5 separate regions of the Mus musculus genome follow, and regions 1, 2, 4 and 5 are each linked to region 3. A link is a contact called in public HiCAR-type and promoter capture Hi-C data. All regions are on one chromosome and are shown on one strand. Each heading gives the region's core, a stretch centred on a gene start, on an enhancer-like site or on the middle of the called end of the contact. The rest is flanking DNA. Distances are from core to core; before and after follow the strand shown.

Evidence for each region. Promoter capture Hi-C pulls out the DNA fragments that hold promoters and counts their contacts. HiCAR-type assays count read pairs that join an accessible place to other places.
Region 1: a contact with region 3 is called in a promoter capture Hi-C map of pre-B cells. The contact joins the promoter of Ufl1 here to the promoter of Pnisr in region 3. A contact is called at or near these places in 5 of 39 promoter capture datasets (the C10 cell line, cranial neural crest, hematopoietic stem and progenitor cells and 2 more) and 5 of 484 Hi-C or Micro-C datasets (CD8 T cells, LSK cells, muscle stem cells and 2 more).
Region 2: a promoter capture Hi-C map of pre-B cells shows a contact between it and region 3. The contact joins the promoter of Manea here to the promoter of Pnisr in region 3. A contact is called at or near these places in 2 of 39 promoter capture datasets (frontonasal cranial neural crest and pre-B cells) and 1 of 484 Hi-C or Micro-C datasets (CD4 T cells).
Region 4: a contact with region 3 is called in a promoter capture Hi-C map of pre-B cells. The contact joins the promoter of Ndufaf4 here to the promoter of Pnisr in region 3. A contact is called at or near these places in 3 of 39 promoter capture datasets (cranial neural crest, liver and pre-B cells) and 7 of 484 Hi-C or Micro-C datasets (B cells, CD4 T cells, CD8 T cells and 4 more).
Region 5: a contact with region 3 is called in a HiCAR-type map of astrocytes, with 6 times the contacts expected there. The contact joins the promoter of Klhl32 here to the promoter of Pnisr in region 3. A contact is called at or near these places in 2 of 39 promoter capture datasets (cranial neural crest and hippocampal neurons) and 3 of 115 datasets of contacts at active chromatin or transcription factors (astrocytes, embryonic stem cells and pro-B cells).

Annotation. Positions count from the first base shown.
Region 1 is chr4:25,280,437-25,283,136 of GRCm38.p6, reverse strand. It overlaps Ufl1 (UFM1 specific ligase 1), which reads left to right and starts at 1,316. Exons shown (of 20, transcript NM_001355512.1): 1 at 1,316-1,461; 2 at 2,369-2,514. The coding sequence starts at 1,385.
Region 2 is chr4:26,345,235-26,347,934 of GRCm38.p6, reverse strand. It overlaps Manea (mannosidase, endo-alpha), which reads left to right and starts at 1,283. Exons shown (of 5, transcript NM_172865.2): 1 at 1,283-1,338.
Region 3 is chr4:21,846,735-21,849,434 of GRCm38.p6, reverse strand. It overlaps Pnisr (PNN interacting serine/arginine-rich), which reads right to left and starts at 1,387. Exons shown (of 11, transcript NM_001369189.1): 1 at 1,296-1,387. It overlaps 4930528A17Rik (RIKEN cDNA 4930528A17 gene), which reads left to right and starts at 987. Exons shown (of 1, transcript NR_028384.1): 1 at 987-2,700.
Region 4 is chr4:24,896,743-24,899,442 of GRCm38.p6, reverse strand. Ndufaf4 (NADH:ubiquinone oxidoreductase complex assembly factor 4) reads right to left here and starts at 1,360. Exons shown (of 3, transcript NM_026742.4): 1 at 1,141-1,360; 2 at 767-870. The coding sequence starts at 1,276. It overlaps Gm46848 (a long non-coding RNA gene), which reads left to right and starts at 1,321. Exons shown (of 3, transcript XR_001784261.2): 1 at 1,321-2,700.
Region 5 is chr4:24,849,849-24,852,582 of GRCm38.p6, reverse strand. Klhl32 (kelch-like 32) reads left to right here and starts at 1,459. Exons shown (of 11, transcript NM_001163020.2): 1 at 1,459-1,845. It overlaps Gm31379 (a long non-coding RNA gene), which reads right to left and starts at 1,522. Exons shown (of 3, transcript XR_390445.4): 1 at 808-1,522; 2 at 548-703.

The DNA of each region.
Region 1 (2,700 bases), core at 67-2,566, 3.4 Mb before region 3:
TATGTCAAAAGACAATTTCTAAATGATTCCAAGAATGTGTAATAAATCCTGTACACACTGTAGCTAAAGACATCAACTATCCACAGACTGTCTGCATGTCAACATTAACAAGGTATTTGTACAACTACAGACAGCTATCATAAAATTTTATAAAGAATGGAATGTCAGCTCTCCAAATCTATACAAGTTCGTTCTTTAAAAGAATCTCCTACCCTTTAAAAAACAGCTGCGTAGTGTTTGCTCTGTTTAAAGTTCCTCTGTAATATCATATATTGGTCAAAAATTACTACCTCCCTCCCTCCCTCCCTCCCTCCCTCCCTCCCTCCCTCCAAAGCACTTAAAATGATGGGTGGGAAGATGCTTGAAGGTTAAAGTGCTCTCTGTGCAAGCATACAGACTTGAATTCAGAGCCCAAGCTCATCTTGAAACCTGGGTATGATCATCAACCTGACTGGGAGATGAAGCCAGGAGGAAACTCAGGGGCTGGCTGGCCAGTAAACCTACTTGATGGGAGGCTGGCCTACCTTTCTGAGAGAGTCTGCTTCAAAGGATAAGATGGAATGCCAAGCTTTATCATGGAGTTCTCTAAATTTAATCAAAGCTAGGCACTTCAGAAGCCAAATGGATTTATCTACTGGACGTGTTATATGGACTAATATATTTACATAGGAAAGAAGCAAAATATTCTTTACTAAGTACAATCAGCCTTCTGATTTCCCCATTGATTAAGATTGGAAAATGGTATGTGTGAATAAACAATGGCAGCAGTTATCTTGTCTAAGAAGTACAATGCCATTGCCTTCCCTAGTTTCACTCCCAGCAACGATTATTCCTTTGTCCGAGTAAATAATAATAATAATAATAATAATAATAATAATAATAATAATAATAAGCTTTAGAACACATGAACTGAAGTCCATGGCGTTTGCTATACCCAAATAGATTCATTTTGGAAGAACAAAATTCAAACTGATGCAGTAGTGTGGAACAAGTTTCTCTAAAACTGACTTCATTCTTGGCTCAAGTAAAAGCCCCATTCACTGTTCAAAGTGGATTAGTCACGGTTTGTAAGAGTCCCACAAAAGAAGTATGTCTCGTCCGCTCAGCAAGGGCGGAAGATCATTTGATGGTTGCTGGACAGAAACAGGAACCTTGCAAAAAGGATTACTGAGTCAGCATCAGCTTGGCTTTGTAGGAGTTTAGGAAGCCGCTTCCCGCAGGCCACGCCCAGCTGAGGGCGGAGAGCTCGGCAGTCGCGTTTCTGTTCGCGAATTTCCTTGACGCAGGTCTCTTGGCCCTCTGCGCGGTCCGTCCCGGGGTGCCTGCGGCAGGCTGAAGGCTGACGTGTCTGCCGTTTCCCTGTGTCGGGGCGAGCGGAGCAGTGATGGCGGACGCCTGGGAGGAGATCCGGCGGCTGGCGGCTGACTTCCAGCGGGCGCAGTTTGCAGAGTCCACGCAAAGGTGCTGGTTCCCTGCGGTGTGGAGCCGGCTTAGGCCCGGGACGCTGCCCCGCTCCCGCACTGCCTGCCGGAACGCGGTGGGACCCCGGAGCCGGTCTGCTGCGGCGGCTGTCGGTAGAGGCGCTCGCTGCCCGGCCTAGGGCGAGCTTGCAAAGTCCCCAGTGCAGCGCGCAGCAAGTAGTCTGTCCCTCCTCCAAATCCTTTTTACGTGCAGCCACAGATCTAAGCCAGGCCCACATGCCATCTGTCATATTTTAGGGACTCCGGGACACCAACTTTTCTACACTCCAGAAATGGGGGAGTGGCCGAATTACCCCGACTCTGCGCCCGTGATTACACATCGCATATATAAGGCGAATAGACTTTGTCTCCCTGTCAACGAGTTCTTGTAGTATTTTATTTCTCTTGGACCTAAACACAGTAGTCCGTTGATGCTGTTCTATAACATTGAGAGCTACAGACATACATACACTCTCACAACAAACAAACAACAAAACCCGGGGAAAAAATTTAGTGCAAGATGGCTGTGAGTAGCTAACATTATAGTACCTATAGTTCTGCTAAGCCACATGACCTGTCTGTACACCAACTGTACCAGTAAGGCCAACATACTGTGATTTTAAAGAAAAGTTTGTTTGTTTTCAGCTGGAAAATTTGATACTTGAAGGCAGGACTAGGAGAGAACATCTGTAGAATCATAATACAGTGACGTGTGTGAATTAAATAAATAATTCAAGGGAATATAAACCTACTCTCAAGTTTTCTTTTTAAATTACTCAACCAATATCATCATACTAATAAAGGACAGATTTTGTAATGTAGAAGTTACTCAAAATTTTGCTTTCAAATACCTGGGGGGGGGGGGGGCGGCATAGCAAGTACACTCTTAAACTCCTGGCTTCGCACAGGTTGTCAGAGCGGAACTGCATTGAGATTGTGAATAAATTGATCTCTCAGAAACAGCTGGAAGTAGTCCATACACTTGACGGCAAGGAATATATCACTCCAGCCCAAATCAGTAAAGAAATGAGAGACGAGCTACATGTCCGAGGTGGTAAGTAATTCCTCAGTGTCATGCTTTTGTCTTTACCGGATGTTTGAAGAAAATACATTAAATTAAAAATAAGTACTTACGTGGAGGTTATAGGGCATTCTCCTCAATGGCTCCTTCTTTCCTCTTTGTGTTGGGTATCAGATCCAGAGCACAAACTAGGCAAATACTACCCCTGAGCTGTAACCC
Region 2 (2,700 bases), core at 34-2,533, 4.5 Mb before region 3:
TGACATTTTGGGGAAAACATTAAAAGACAGTTTTTATAATGATGAAGCAAACTAGTTGATGCAAAATAGATTGTATGTTTAGGAATTTCAAATCATAAATGTGTAGCAAACATGTTTGCATGGAAAATCAGAAAATATTTCACTTATTTAATATGCAAAGCCAGGAAGATAGGATTTTTAGGAAACTACATATTTTCAAAATCCTACTTTTAAAAGAGCAAGATATTTAAGAACACAATATACTGCTTAATGGTGATAGTGAAACAAGACTCTTTGCCTTAAGCTTTTGCAGCCATCACTAGGGTATTTTCTTTCATTATTTACATGTATATTTCAAATCTCTTTTATAATCCGGTAGTTTTTTAAAGGGAAGCCTTTACAATACTTTTCACAACATCACATCTGAAAGTTCTACCCCTTGAGTCAAGATTGCCTTGTTACCATGCAACAAAAACAAAACATAGAATCCTCTTGGTATGTGAGGCTGATGTAAGATGGAAACCCCAGATGCAGCCTCGCCTCTGCTGCAATTTTTTTTTTTTTTTTTTTTTTGCTTCTGACTTATTCTCTTTCTACTGTAATTGTACAATTACACAATTGTATTGTACAATTGTATTGATTCCTAGTATACTTGTGGAAGTTTAATATATCTGTCTGTCTACTTCTGACTTGCCAATAACTGTTTGATAAACTAAAACACGTTTTCAACTTTAAAACTTTGGAAATACCCAATGTATTATAAATCTGAGTAACATTTAAAAGGATTTTTTAAAAGTGAAAAACAAAACACATCTGGTCTCTATCAGAGAGTCTTGGCTTATCTTGAGAGGCAAAAGTGTAAAAGAACTTTCATTTCTCCTTGGAGCAATTAAGGGATACTGTCTGACTTAATGTAGTTTCCTCCACCATGACCCTGCAGTAGACTCCAGGACAAGCTAGGGGACTCGGAGCCTCTCCCCGAAAGCCCCGCCCGCTTAGGTCCGCCCAGAAGCCCCGCCTTCTCGGAGATTCAACCCCTGGAGCCACGCCCCGCGCTGTCCTTTAGGAGGCGGGACCTGGGAGGGGTAGCGGTGCGGCCGCAAGAGCTGTCAGCCCTGGTAGGATTCACGGTTCTTTCTCTTATCCGGTGGGTCCACGCGGAGGCAGGGTCCCAGACCCCGGTGAGCAATTGTGAGGCCCCGGAACTGAGACCCACAGGGACTCCGCAGCTAACCCCTGCGCGCTCGCCCGCCAGCCAATCGTGGGCCGCCTGCCTGCGACGCCCTTTGACCCCGGGCCTCTAGGAATCCAGTCGCGCTCAGCCCAGCAGCCCGGTTCCGCGCCGGTCCCCGCCGCTAGGTTAGTGTCCGCACCGCGCCTGAGCCCGTCCTTGTCTGCCTGGATGCCCGAGTTGGCCCTGAGGTGGTTCATCACCACTCGGTCCTGAGCCCCGAACCTGCGAGCGGAGGCCCCTGGCGGTCGCCCGGCCGTCTCCTAGCCCAGCTTACGACCCCGAAGGCCGCCAGGACAAGTGCGTCCTCCTCCGGGGTCTTTGTTCTGTTCTCCTTTAACTGGCCGGGCTCTGCCTTTTCCACTGTCCCTTCAGGGTGGCCGTCTCCTTTTCTGTCTGCGGAGGAACAAGTTGGCGAGGACCGGAGCTTAAAACTTTTGTTTTGTTGTTGTCAAAGACATAAACGGATAATATAGTGGGAGAAGTACTGAAAATGGCTTACAAGGAGGCTTTCGTGAGCGTTGTTGTGGGTCTGGAATGAGCTTAGAAAGACAAATGAGAGTGGTTGGTCTGATCGCATTGCAATGTGTGGGCTGCAGCTTGGAAGAAAAAAAAAATGCAGAACTACTGTAGGTTTTGGTGAAACTATTTCAGGTTAGTTACACTTACAAAGCTGCTGCTCTTATTCCTATAATAAGCAATGAGTTGAGTATGTGGTCAGAAAATAAACACAATGAGCTAGCTGCCTTCTCCTTAAGTGTGAGCTACAGCGGAAGGCGAGGGAACCATTGTTAAGTCACCTTCCACAGTGAAAAAATGTCATTGTAGTATGACTTCTCTACTTGAGGCCGCTCAGGGCAGGCTGGAGCCAGGAACCTAAGGTCCAGTACAGTGTTTTGCCTTTGTAGGGTGCTCAGCTGTTTACTAGCCCAAAATCTTGGAAAAAGTTCTCTGCTCAGTTTCATCACCTGTAACATGAAGTTCTGTTTCATAGACGGTTGTGAAGATAAAAATGGAAAATGAGATTATGCCGGACAGAACTTGTGTACAAAAGATTACCCACACTTTGACCTGAGCAAGATTCTGAAAGTTTTAGATGTGTGTTCTGAGCGTTAGCTGTATCTAACTGTAGGTACTTCCTCTAGCATAAAATTAGAAGAAAATAGCATCAACAGAATGAAATAAAACAGGAAGAATCTTTATAATTTAATTATAACTTTAAAATGGAATCTGCATTTTCCTGAGCTATATAATATGAGCAAATGCATTTAAAACAATCCACAACATTCGGCTTCAGGGTTATTTAGATCTCTTAGCTGCTTGAGGAGTATGTAGTACTATTCATTCGAAATCACTTGACTTTCACAACATAAAATTAGCATGGTTTCAGAAGAACTAGTTTTCTAACTCGGGGTAGTGCAAACTTCCCTTTGAGTGAGGACACATTGTTAGTAGTCAGTAGCCTGAGCTTCTTGCTTTAAGAAGCTACA
Region 3 (2,700 bases), core at 138-2,637:
ACTGACACATAGACATAAAGTAGTAATTTTTCATTGAACAGAGACGGTGGCCAGAAGGCTCAGCAGCTACAGCACCGGCTGCTCTTGCAGAGGACCTGCCTCCAGTTGCCAGCACCTCATGGCAACTCACAACCATCTGTAACTTCAGTTCCAGGGGATCTCCACAGAAAAATACTATCTTTTTTTAAAAATGATTTTTTTCTTTAACTAAGGAAATAGGAGCATGCCCTCAATTAATAATGTAACAACATTGTTCCATTAATAGTAAAAAAAAACAAAAAAACGTGTCATGGAAGTATATGTTACTGAGAAAATAAAACACGTGGTTATACACTAGCTGTTTAATTTTTCTATAATTAAATTAAGTTCTAGGGCTTGATGTGGTAGTGAATACATTTAATTCCAGCATTCATGAGCGAAGGCAGGAGTTCCAGGCCAGCCAGGATCATATAATGAGGCTCAAAAAAGTCCTTAAATATAAAGCTTACTTATGTTTTAAATTGTGTGTCTTAAGAATATCCGAGAACTCATTACGTCTCCCCTGATGCTTTAGAAAACCACCCCACAAATAAAGTCTTTACTGTTCTGGTTTGGTTTTAGCTGGATGTACTCAAAAAAAAAAAAAAATCCAAGATTGTTTTTGTTTTATCTAGGGTTAGGAAGAGAAAAGGTAAATGAAGTATTAAAGACTGCTAATTTAATCAAGCACAGTCAAAATTTGCTCAGTGCCCAGTTTTGTTAAGATGACACTATTATCCACAAAACTACGAAACAACTGAAATATAGGATACTACTTGTTTCCTCAGTGATGCTTAACACATAATACCCATCACTGGGTAAAAACACCAAAACTAAGCAACTAAATGATACTTGTCTAGGACGCAGCAGAAAGCGGTTGCGCCTGCGTAGTGCGAGTCGCAGAGTCGAAGTTCCAGATCCCGGCCCCCGCCGCCTCCGCCCCTCCACACTCCCTGCCCCTCAAGGGTTCCCACTGCGCACGCGCACTGCTTAACGGCCGCTCAGGCGCCCAACAATTAGTCCCTTGCCTTCTCAAAGGAAACTCTTAGTTCGAAGAATGGGTCGTGAGCCCTCTCCTTAGCCAAAGGCGGTTCCCTTCGGGCGACAGCGGCTCTCTCGCTCACTCTCTCGGGCGGACGCCGGAGCTTCTCCGGAATGAGGTTCTGGCGGTGGCGCCAAGCAGCGTACGCAGCCTGAGTCCCGCTCCGTTCGCCACACTGACCCAGAGGACTTTAGTCCTCCGGCAGGTCCCCCGGGGTAAACTGCTCGTCGCTTACCCGCTCCGGTTCCGGAATACCGCTGTCGCCACCGTTCCTGTAATTCTCTCCAACCTTTCGATGCTTCTACTTCTTCATGAACAAGACAAGATGGCGCCCGGTGGTTCTCACCCGGAAGTGAATGATAATAACATCCGCTTTTCGGCTGAAGTCACACTGATTCTCAGCCAGGCTTACGACCATGTGATCTTACCGACGGGACGAGTCCGCGCCATTTTTGTTGAGGGCAAACCCAACCCACCTCGAGTTGGACCCTCTTGTGTGTGAAGCCCGTGTCATACCCGACACATTTTCATTTGTACAGCCAGCACAAAGCCGAGCCTAACGTTCCGGTACAATGGACGGAATTTAGTAAACTTTAGGCAGGAGACCCTCGAAGAGCAAATGCGTTCTAAGAATCAGTTCCGCTTTGGGAAGGATGCTGAATCGCTTTGCCTCTTTCAGACTACGGAGAGGACCGCAAGTCAAACCCTGCCAACTTGGAACTCACTGTGCCAGGCCTGAGTCGCAGAGCCTGAGTTCTGGAAGCAGGGTGTTTGCTAGGTCTCCTTGTTCACCTCCTAGCATCGCGCCCCCTGGTGGGAACATTTACTCAGTTCAACTTCGCTCAGCTACTCTTTAAGGAAAAGTAACTGAGAAGCAGAGTTTCCACTGGTCCTTCCTTACCTAAACTCCAAGATGGCCTCCCGAAAGGAGGTAAAAGGTGTTTAGCGTGAACAATGTTCATATATCTAAAATGTCAACTTTCCAGACTAGGAGTTTAATTACAAAAGGAAACAAAAATTCTAAGAAACACAGCATTCTTAACCTAAATATTGGAAAATGACTTTCTTGAAATGTCAGTGTAACTAAAAAGAGTTATGAAGGAGAATTCCAGGAAAAAGTCTGTGTCTGCAAAGATTGATTGGAGCTTCAGTGATGTGGAGAGGTTGGAATTTTACAAGTCCAGAGGCTAATTACCCAATCTGGCCCTAGCTTTACCCACGAATTGCCAGTCTTTGCCAACCTCCCCATATTAGAGCTAAATCCTGTGACTAATAGATTAAAAACCTTTTAGAACTTTTAAAAAAATGATTTATTTATTTTTATTTTATGTGTATTGGTGTTTTGCCTGCGTGCATGTCTGTGTGAGGGTGTCAAATCACTTGTTGCTGGACTACAGATAGTTGTAAGCTGCCATGTGGGTACTAGGAATTGAACTCTGGTACCAGCGCTATTAACCACTGCCCCAGCCTTTGGAACTTTTTAACTTAGCTGACTCCCAGTTTCCACCAACCCAAGAGCTAAGAATGTTATCAGATAGCATCTGCAGCGATGTAAAAAGTGTCCCCATCTTGCTGTAGCTTCTGTGATGTACACACCAATGTATCTTAAGCCTGCCTTGGTTTATGACTGTCTGTTCTTT
Region 4 (2,700 bases), core at 111-2,610, 3.1 Mb before region 3:
GCTGTGGCTGGTACTTCCTCTTCATTTAATCTAATTCTTTGCCTTCCAGGCTGCAACTTCAATTTGCACTCCAGGCCCAGGGTTAAATGTCACTTCCTCAGAAGCAGCCTTTCATCTTCCCCAGCCCGTAATTACATTATAGTTGTACAGCTGCTCATCCACGGAATGGTCTGTGGTCCGCAACGTACCATGGGCCTCAGAGAGTAATTACTGTTTTAATCACTACACACAACACTTACACCTGACACAGGAGACATACCCATCATTCCAGCATGCTATATTAACTTACATATAATATTACATATCCTGTTGGGACACATCCTCAAAACTATGAACGTGCCCCCACTCCAAACCCCCAAACACTGAGGTTGTCATTAAGAGCATCTTAATTTACAGAATATGAAATAGCTCTCAAAGTCATACTGGTCACTCAGAAAACCACTAAAAAATGCCGTAACCCAACCCTACAACTTCTGCAATAAACAATTCACACAGGTCCATCCAATCAATCCCTTCACAGGTCTTTCGGTATACCCTAAGTATACCCTAAGTATACCCTAAGTATACCCTAAGTATCGAAGGGGGTCCAGGCCTGCCTGTGTCTAGCTGTCTGTGCTCTACACTGACTGCTCCCCTCTACACACACACACACACACACACACACACACACACACACACTTTGCACTTTCACTCGTTGCCCTCTTTTTCTTGATCACTTTCTCAGACCTCCAAAATAAACTGCCAACTTAATTAACGTATACATTACCGGCAAGGCAGGCACCGGATCTTTGGAATCGACATATACATCTCTTAGCAATGACAGCAGCTTGTTATCTTTTTTAGAAACAACTTCTTCGATTTCTGGATACTCTAAGGAAAGAAAATAAGCCATAGTATCTTTTTTTTTTTTTTTTAAGGAAAAAAATCTCTAAACTCGTAAACATGTACAATATTAAAAAAAAAAATCATCTGGACATCTTGGGGCAAACACTTGGACGAGAGTCTGCGTGCAGCCTGCGCAGACGCCGGGAGAGAGCGCGGGCTGCCTTGGGCTCCGGGATTCCTTCCAGCCGCCACCACCCGGGGCCCGCGCGGGGACGACCTCAATGTCACCGGAGGCCTGGGAGGGACTGCACTCACGACTCCGGTGCTCCTGCAGGAGGTCGCGGGTAGAAGGGTGCTTGGGTGCCATGGAGGGCTTCCTCTTGCTGATCTCTCGCTCCGCTCGCTTCTCCACGTTGAAGTTCCTTAAGGCGCGGGTCACGCGAGCCCCCATCTCTAAATCATGATGCCCTTAGTTCACTACGCACGTGTAGAAGCCACCGGCACCGGTGACCTCTGTACGCACGGAGCATGCGCACACCAGGGGCCAGGCACCGGTAAAACGCCGAGGACGCGCTCGTCGCCCCCTGGTGGCCGGGAGGACGCACCCTGGACTCCGCCCCGCCCACCCTTCCGCACAGGCGCATGCGCAGACATCTGGGCGTTGTCAGGGACGCCGGCCGGCGACTCCGGAGTCTTTAAGGATGAGCTGCTGTGATCCCACGGTTGCAAAATCCCGAGTAGCCAGTGTGGAGCGGAGATCTTCCAACCTCTTCAGAGGGCAGAGCGCAGGGTCAAGGTTCTGAATTTACCTGCCCATGCTTTTGAGAAATTGAGAATATTTGTTCTCAGCCGCAATTCCATTCTAACAGCCCTTATTTTCCTGTCCCTTGCCTGGAGCTTTCTGAGCCAATTTTGTGTTGGTTTTGTTTGTTTGTTTTAACTCTTTCACTATCTTGACATACCATTTTCCTGCCACTTTGTCCCTAGTGCTATGAGTTTTAGGCTTTCCTTCCCCTTCTCTCATAAGTAGTACTAACTTGACATACTCCTCCATTAGCGCTGAATCACCGTGCTCTTCTCAGCCCCATTTCTCAGCTCTACTGCCTCTCGAGTCTCTGTAATCTTGGCAAACCCTGGTGTAACTTAACGCTGTATTTGGAAAAAGAAAAAAAAAATCTACGGTACACATTCTATCTTCCTTTCCCCTTCTCTTCCACCCACCCTTTGTCTCTTCCTTCTTTTACGTTTCCGAAAGTATTCAATGTGATTGGCCCATAGTTTTTAAAGCCCACCAGCAAGAAAATAAGTTTTCGAATTAATATTTTTCCCAGACTGTGGTTGTGAAATCTATTAAAGATTTTAGCCTGGTTGGTTAGGTGAATAGATTAGTTGTGTCTAACCAACTTAAAGAAAAAAATTAGGGGGAGGGGTTTTCATTTTTTTAAGGACTATTACTAATTAAACTGTTTCATAATAGAGAAAACACTAGAGGGGTAAAGTTCTCACTGTTGCTTATGAAACCTGTCTCTGGAGATGGGTTATGTAGAAGCTAAAACCGTGTTCAGTGAGTTAATTTGTTAGTTATCCTGAAGGTGGCAGTCTGCTCCAAGATTTCCATCTGAGAGCTTTTTAAACAAGTTCATAACTGGGTGCCTTTTTTTTAAAACCAATTTCTCTGGACATCAAGAAATGTTCCTTGGCCTCATTAAGTCTGTTCTGTGCTTTAAGAATTATAGTAGCAATTCCACTCACTGCCTGCTAAAGTATTTTAAATTTTCATGTGATTCCACCAAACTTAGGGCTACATGAAAGTAACCTTACACAAGAGTTTCGAGTGAGTCCAGGACAGCAGATAGTACAAAATTAAAGATCTGT
Region 5 (2,734 bases), core at 210-2,709, 3.0 Mb before region 3:
TTTCACCAGGGGGCAAAGCAGGTTTGTGCCAGAAACCTACCCAAGCTAGTGAGGTCACAGGTCTTAGAAGATAATCTATTACTACCCCTTTGTCAAGCCAGCATAATTTCTTAACTACGTTTAAAACTATCCTTATGCCTACAAATAAGTGTAGCTCTCACCCCTTAACATAGAAGCATCTTTTTACAGCAAATGGAGACCATCACAGGAAAACACAACTGAGCATAGATTAACAGATCAAGAGACCTCAGCTTCAATGGACATAGCACAGCACAGCTCCTCTGCAGCTCAGGGGCCACGCGCGCAGAAGCAGAGGAAAGATTGTAAGAGCCCAAATACTAGGAACTTTAGCTTTCCTGGAAATGGCTTCATAAACAAGACCTTACAAACTGACACCATCAGTAAGCATGCTAAAGCTGAAGATGCAGCGTCTTATGTCTTGACACCATTGTTAATATTTTGAGGGTCATAATGCTTTCACATTTGATCTTCCAGCATAAAATGAAGAAGCAGTTGCTTAAGAAATATTCTAGAGTCTAGCACTAACCTTCTTTGCAGTCAGGTGTAATACTTTTCTCTGCATATACTCTGGTGTCCAGGAGTGTTAGGTCAGCATCCGTTAGTCCAATATGGAAATCGTGGCATTAAAGAGCGGAGACAGGCAGATCTCAGAAGACCAAACACATCTCAAACTCTTGTGGGTCTAAAAGTGGAAAATGATTGCTGAACCATTGGTTTGAGAAAAATTAAGAAATCAAAACGGATCTAGGCCTCTCTGCTAGCTCCAGTGTATGGAAGAACACAAACCTTTCCGTTTTGTAGAATTCCTGGATATATTTTAAGTCTTGCAGTATTTTAATTCACTCGTGTCTACTAAGTATTTCTCTCCAACTTCAAGTCTACCACTCTTGACTTCACATTCGACCAAGGTTTCCAATTCAGAGGTGCAGTATTACTTATTAAAATTATTCATTTTCCATAAAAGGGAGTTTCTCAGCGTGTTTACACACTGCCCCTCAGCTATGCCAAGCCTGGTAATTCAACAATGGTGTCAGCGTTTTAGTGCTGTCTAGTGATAGTCAAATACTCCCTCTTCGCTCTGGTTCAGGACAAGTCTACCTATGCAGGCTATGGTTTCTTAAAAAGTTGCTCCACACTTATCCTCAAAGGTACATTATTAACAAGAATTCTCAGAAGGCCACAGCAGGCTATTCTGGGCTAGTGCCTCTGAATAAGTCAGCCAAGTCAGGGACAGGGGAGCGCGCTCCATGGGGAAGGTGGCACCTGCAGGCTTAGACACTTCCAGCCCTAGGAGGCCTGGGACCAGGATTTAGTGTCAGGGCCATAGTAGCAGCAGAGGCCTGCGGGAGTAGCAGGCTGTGCGCGTGACCCGCGACAAGCGGCTCGGGTGCGGGAGCGCGGAGAGGGGGACTTCCGGGGAGCGCGCGTGTCACGGGCGAACGCGGCGGGGCGGGAGCGCGCACCGGCAGGAGGGCGGAGCGGCTGTGAGGGGAGGCTGGAGACCGGCTGCTGGGAGGGTAGAGCGGGCCGGGTCGCACGCGCCACCTGCGGGGCTGGCTGGCTTTCTCTTCCTGCCGACACATCCCGGTCCCTCTCCGAAGCCCCTGGAGTTCGGGAGCGCGCGGGGTAGCGCGCACACCGACTCGCATCCACACACACGCCAGAGCGCGCGATCATCACTGCTGCAGCCCGGGCAGGGCAGACGGAGCTGCTGCAGTTTCCCCAGGGTCGAGAGGAAAGCAGAGCTGTCTTGCCTGGCAGAGAGCCTGGTGCCCGCTGGAGCCCCTGGGGTATCAAGCCCAGCAGACTGCTCCCCTCCATCGGGTAAGCCAGTCTCTCTCCTTGTGACAGGTTCGGAATTAGTGTCAGCAGACCCATGGGAGAGGGTGGGAGGCTGCGGATGAGCCAGACCCGGCGAGACCTGGAGTTGCGGTTTCAGAAGATGCAGCCTCTGCTGGCAACGTCTAGCGGGAGCAATTACTACTCTGGTTACTTATTCTACCAACCTAGAGTTGCAACCCCCTCCCCCAACCCGGTATGCACTATGCTTCCTGGTTGCCAAGGAGACGTGTTTAAACATCAGCCTTGGGACATACATTGGAAGAAGTGATTTCTTAGATCCTTTTTATTTTGACTTAAAACAAAGTAGTATGTGCATTGAGGACCTTGTGGCAACTTAGCAGTCGTTAATTTGTATTCAGACAGTGGTTTCATTCAACTTTAAGAAAGTGACTATACGTATGCGATTTTTTTTAAAGGACCCGTCAGTCAGATGAGTTTTTCAATGGATTGTGTCTTACATGGTAATTTACTACCATCTTGGTGACCTTAAAAGAAATTTAATTTAGAAGCTGCCCTTTCCTTCTGTTTCCAGTTCTAGTTTGCATTTCACTAGTATTAAATTAACTGTAAGAGCAGATGATTTTTATTGTGGCTCCCACACCGGGAAGCTTTTCTGTTGTAAATTGGCCAGAAGGGGAACAGCGCCTGTGAATTTCTAAGGCAACAGTATAGATGACATTCACTCACGACATACAGCGTTTCTGACATTTCTGTGTCCACTGCAGCCCGTTTGTGAAATTCCATCTTCCAGCCTAATTGGTTGATTAGAAGTTAAAGCTTCGTTTCTATGTTGATAGAGGTAGACATGAAGTGCTTGCCCTGGCATACTGTCCTAGAACAACGCTCACATTAGAATTTTGTTTTCTTCTGG